Linked DNA regions of Mus musculus: region 2 is linked to region 1. A link is a contact called in public Hi-C data. All regions are on one chromosome and are shown on one strand. Each heading gives the region's core, a stretch centred on a gene start, on an enhancer-like site or on the middle of the called end of the contact. The rest is flanking DNA. Distances are from core to core; before and after follow the strand shown.

Evidence for each region. Hi-C and Micro-C count contacts between places; a contact is called where the count stands out from the background.
Region 2: a contact with region 1 is called in a Hi-C map of liver, with 4 times the contacts expected there. The contact joins the promoter of Stra6l here to the enhancer-like site in region 1. A contact is called at or near these places in 6 of 39 promoter capture datasets (3T3-L1-derived adipocytes, cranial neural crest, embryonic stem cells and 3 more), 2 of 484 Hi-C or Micro-C datasets (liver and nephron progenitors) and 3 of 115 datasets of contacts at active chromatin or transcription factors (embryonic basal ganglia, embryonic stem cells and kidney).

What each region holds. Positions count from the first base shown.
Region 1 is chr4:45,465,455-45,468,157 of GRCm38.p6, forward strand. The region is part of intron 2 of Shb (src homology 2 domain-containing transforming protein B); the gene reads right to left. Among named protein-coding and RNA genes, the nearest start is that of Gm46852, 57 kb to the left of the region's middle. Within about 2 kb of position 1,312, at least 56 of the 459 cell types and tissues checked have an H3K27ac peak or open chromatin away from gene starts, as enhancers often do. A contact at or near this core is called in kidney and liver, where this site is marked.
Region 2 is chr4:45,847,535-45,850,234 of GRCm38.p6, forward strand. It overlaps Stra6l (STRA6-like), which reads left to right and starts at 1,413. Exons shown (of 18, transcript NM_028788.4): 1 at 1,413-1,563. The coding sequence starts at 1,544.

The DNA.
Region 1 (2,703 bases), core at 62-2,561:
GGACACCAGGAACGGGTTTCCTTCTAAAGGAAACAATGGCATTTTGGTTTTTTTCTTTTTCAAGATTTTTGTGTGTATGCATGCATGTATAAGTGTATGTGCATGTGTGTGTGTGCACACGTGTGTGTGTGTGTGCGCGTGCATATAAAGGCACCTGTACCAAAAGAGGCTGCTGAATCCCTGTTGTACACACACCCCTTGTACACCCTCCAACACCTGTACCAAAAGAGGGTGTTGGAGACCTTAGTGAACTCTTGGCTCAGCAGAAGAATCAAGACAACCCCTATTGGCCATTCCTGGTTGTCAGCTTGACTACATCTGGAATGAACTACAATCCAGAAATGGAGGGCACCGCTGTGATCCAGAACTTGAGGCTGGAAGAAGACACAGGCTTCTGACCTGGATCTTGAGGCATAGTGGTCATGAAAAACTTAGACCCAAGCCAAGGTCATGCATGCCTTTAATCCCAGGAGACTGAGGCAAGCAGATCTCTAAGTTCAAAGCCAACCTGGAACAAAGCAAGTTCTAGGCCATACCTTCTTGCTGGAGACCTACATAAGGACATTAGAAGAAGGAAAACTCACTCTTCTTGCACTTCCTTGCCAGCACATCTGTTGGAACCTACTTCTACAGAAGACCAGCTGAAACAATTAGCCTCGTCGGACTGAATAACTACTAGATTTTTGGGCTTCCTATCCATAGCTGTCCATTGTTGGACTACAGACTGTAAGTCATTACAATAAATTCCCTTAATATATAGAGACCTTTCATAAGTTATGTGACTCTAGAGAACCCGGACATTCACCTACCATTGATTTTGTTTAATTATTTGCGTCCAGGCACTATGCTGGTAGTTGGGTGAGTGTTCCTTATCCCAGTGTATTGGGATAGAGTAATACATGTCCAAATCCAAAAACTCAAAGTCTAAAACCTTTTGAGCGCTGACATGACTCCACAGCAGGCCCCATGTTACAGGCTACAACCAAAATGCAGGCACACTGAAGTTCCAAATACAGCTATTTTTAAGTTATTGCCAATAGGTGTGTATAACATATGCAACTTTCACGTTTACACTTGGGGCCCAATACATGGGAATATTCCCCAAATCTAGGAAACATCAGCCTCAGACTAACCCTGAGAGGGTGGGCTAGGCATTCCCGGGCTCCTGGGCTGCAGAAAGAGGCCAGGGCCCAGCAGGGAACCATCAGTCTCTGCCAGCAGAGGCAGACATAAGTCTATCAGGACAGTCCTGCTGCAGAGCACCTGTGCCCCTTTGGGGCACTCTTCCAGTCTACTGAGCACAAAGTCTGGCTTCCAGAGGGACCCAAGGCCACTAGCCGGGGGGATGGGCTTTAAGGCTAGACCAATCAGAGCTACAGCCCTCACCCTTATAAAGCAGGTCTTCACATGTCCTCAAAGAGGCTCAGAGCCAGCTTTAGAAGAGCTACGGGACCATCCTGAGCTGACAAGGAGTCTATAGCTCACTGTTGTAGGGTAGGGTGTGGAAGACAACATACAATTATACAGTGACGCCACTATCGGGTGCCAGAGCTGTTGATCGCAGTACATCCAGTTTCTCTTAATTCTGACAACTAGGAGGTAGTAATTCACAGACCTGCCCATTTTACCATTGCCACCGAGTGAGGGTAGGTAGAGGCAGCCTGGCTCCAGAGCTCATGTTCCCAACCCTTGGTCATCTATACCAGAAGTCAGTGTGTCCCCCCCACCTCCCCGAATTCCACTAGGGGCAGAAAGAACATGAACCAAAGTCAGCAGGAGCCACAAACCCGGGAAGGACCAGGTCCTGCCCAGCGGAATGACCAGACACACTAGCTTCCTGACTCTGGCTGACAGTCAATCAATCAGAATGACAGGATGTCCCAATGGGCCCCGCCCAAGCCCAAGCCTTGAGGATGATCTGGCAAAGCCGTGTGGGGGTGCCTACAGGCATCATTAGGGTCAGCCTTCGAGGAAAGCAAAGACAGTGTCATGAGGCAGACTTGTCTACCAGGGAGCCATTCAGCACACTCTAGATGCCACAAAGGCAGCCAGCGCATGTGCCGGTCCTCAGTCCTGCAGCCCAAAGCCAGCAACTACAAACCAACAGCAGGCACAGAGGCCTCCTTCCAGAGCTGCCAAGATCCTCTTCTGGCTGCTGGTCCTAGTCATCTAACCGAGGCACGCTGCCAGGCTTCCCAGGCACACTGGTCAAACCCCAACTGTCCTTGGGCTCCTTACAGGGTCACTGTCTCATGCTGAGGGAAAGTGGCTGGCTTCATGCCCTATGCCCTGTACAGCTGTCCGGTGGAAGCGACCTGGTGAGACCTGGCAAGAACTCTGCCTAGCCTTCCTCATGAAAGAAGAATTAATTCCTCCTGGGACTGACAGACAAGCCCAGCCTTCTGAACAGAAGCAATGGGGCTGCTGGCCCAGGACCAGCTTGGCCCTCTGCTTGCCAGTCCTTTGGAGCTGAGCTTCCTCTTAGGTGAGGGAAGAGGGTTAAGATGATGATGTTTCTCACTTTGGAGCCCCTCAGCCTGGTTTCTCACATAGCACTTTCTGTTCTACAGCTGTGGCTTCAGCCTACCCAGTCAGGATGCTCACCTAGCTCAAGAATGATGGCCAGCCAAATGCCAACCCAAACTTAGCAAAATAACAGGCTGAAGAGAGTCGCTTGTTGTACCCCCCTCTGCACTGCTGAGC
Region 2 (2,700 bases), core at 163-2,662, 380 kb after region 1:
TTCTCCATTTTATTTATATGAGTACACTGTAGCTGTTTCCAGACACACCAGAAGAGGGCACCAGATCCCTTTACAGATGGTTGTGAGTCACCATGTGGTGGCTGAGAATCGAACTCAGGACCTTTGGAAGAACAGTCAATGCTCTTCATCACTGAGCCAGCTCTCCAGCCCCCTAGGCTTCTTAATGGTGGAGCTGACTCTCAAGATTTCAAACCACAGCACCCATCAGGGTTCCACACATCCAGAAGACTCACCTGTGTGACAGGAGATGAATTTTGCTCAAGCCAAGATGGCATTGCAGGAGTGAGTGGGGCTGTTTCGGGCAGTGGTGGAAAGATCAAGTGGGTGATACCATTGTCTAGGATATCAATGTCCGCACCTGTTCCAAGCCTCCCTCCCACCATAGCTGATTAGACTCTCTGGGTAGGCTCTAAGCTCAGGTACCAAAGCATGGACTCCTAGCATTTAGGACATGACCATCTTTGGAGACAGGGCCATTAAGGAAGTCATTAGGCTAACTTGAAACCTTATTCTTAAAATAGGGGACTTGGGACTTCAGGTGCCAACAAAGTCCTCTGTCCTCTAGGAAGTATTAGAAAGGGTCAGGTGAGCTCTGTGACAAGTCAGCCCATGTGTCATTGACGGCTTACAAGTAAGTCAGCTTTAGTTTTTTGCCTGTGGGCTAGACTGTGAGGGGACAGCATGTAAGGGCCAATGCTCTAAGCATGGTGACTCAAGGTCTTGTGTTCCCCAGTTCTTGTGATTCCCCTCCCGTGGGAAAGAGGAAGTGGTGGGCTCTCTCAGTCCTTAAGCACACTGTGCAGAGGGGGCACCCAGCACTCCTGCACCTGTCCCACAGGAATCCTTGTTGGGCAGTTGCTCTCAGATGCCAGGGTGGCTGGAGTCTGGCCTTGATGAGGAAGAGTTACCAAGTAGTAGCCTTACTCTCCGCGCAGAGAATGTGAAGCTCATGGATGAGCCGCTAGCAGGCTCTGTCATGTATCTCTGTCACGATCTCAAACCTGTCTCCCCTCATTTCTCCAAACAAGAGGCTGGCTGCCAGTGTCCAAGGAGAACCTCTAAGCCAGCCGTCCTGGTTTACGGCTTGGAGACCTAGTTTATTACCTGTAATAATTTTTTATAGCTAGCCAAAGGCACACAGCTGCCAGGCAAAGCCGGCAGACAGCTGGGGGTGGGTGGTCCTGGGACCACAGCTGGGGCGGGGGTGAGGAGTGGGGGGTTGCTGTGTGAAAGGAATAGCAGCAAGGCCAAGGGGGAGGCAGCAGAAGAGAGGAGCCTCCGCTTGTGGATTGAGAATCAGAGGAGCCAAAAGTGTTGTGAAACCAGGAAGAGGGCTGCTGCCTGATTTCACTCCCAAGTAAATGTTTCACTGGGTATTTGCCTTTTCTCAGAGTCTGGGTCTACAGATCAAACTGGGGAGAATAGGAGCTCATGGGAAGCCGTCATAAACAAGCTTCCGAGGAACGGAGCAGCCCCAGGACCGCAGCATCCACAGTACCGCGCACAGTCGTCCTTCAGCAAGATGCTTGCTGCCAGCACAAGGTGAGCGGCAGAGACTGAGCAGAGATGGGTCACTCCTCACGGCTCTTTTGATGTTAGAGATTAACAGACTGGGAGAAAGACACGGACTGGCTAATCTGCAGGCAGGCGGACATGAAAAGGCAGAACTATGGTAGATTTCCTCCGTGTCAGTCAGAGCCACGGTGAGTGGGCAGAGCCCAGGTCAGAGGATCCTGACCGAATCCTGACTGCAGTCTTCTGACATGGTTTCTTCATCTGTTACTCTGGTGTAAAACTCCCCATCCTTCCTCGCCCTTTTTAATTGATATTTTATAATTGTCCGCATTTATGGAGTACACTTTGATGTCTTCATATGTGTAGGAAACACTGATCTGACCTCAAATATTTACCATTTCCTTGTGGCAAGACAGCCCTTCCCCTCCCCCGTCTGCTATGTAGCCAATTGTTAATTCTAGTCACCCTGCTGGGCCACAAAACAGCAGCACAGCAGTGGCCCCTTTTCCTCATAGCTGTAACTTTGTATGGTGGCCAGCCTCTCTCACCAGCCTCCTCCTTCTCCCTCCTCTCTTGTCCCAGCCTGCCCTTGTGTCAGCCTTTTCTGGTGGCCCTAGATGAGTGATGTCATGCATTGCTTATCTTCCTGCAATGCCCTCTGGGCTCATCTATGTTGACAGGATTTCCTTCTTTATTTGAGTTTATTTAAGTTATGGATGTAACTTATTCTCTTTGCCCTGAAGTTGGACCTGGTGGTAGACACCATGTTTCAGCTGTTGTGAATATTAAGCATGAATGCATCTACCGCTTTGAAAACACTACTTTCATTTCCTTGGTCGATGTCTCCACTAGTGGAAATGTTGAATTGAGAGGAAGTTGGATTTTTAGTTTTTTGAAGACTCTCCATGCCTTCTCCCATGATGGTCAGGCTGATTTACCCCCAGTGCGTGCAACTGTCCTCTTTTCTCCGCCCTCAGCAGCATCTGCCTTCTTGCTGAGAATAGCCTTTCTGACAGGAGAGGGTGAGCCCACAAACTTGAGAGCATCAAAGGAGAACTGGGATGGGAAGGATGGAGGATCAGGGAAGTTCTAGTCCTGCCCAGATGGTAGGAACTGAGACTCGCACTCTGACCTGAGAACTTGGGGAATCAAGAGCAGAAAACA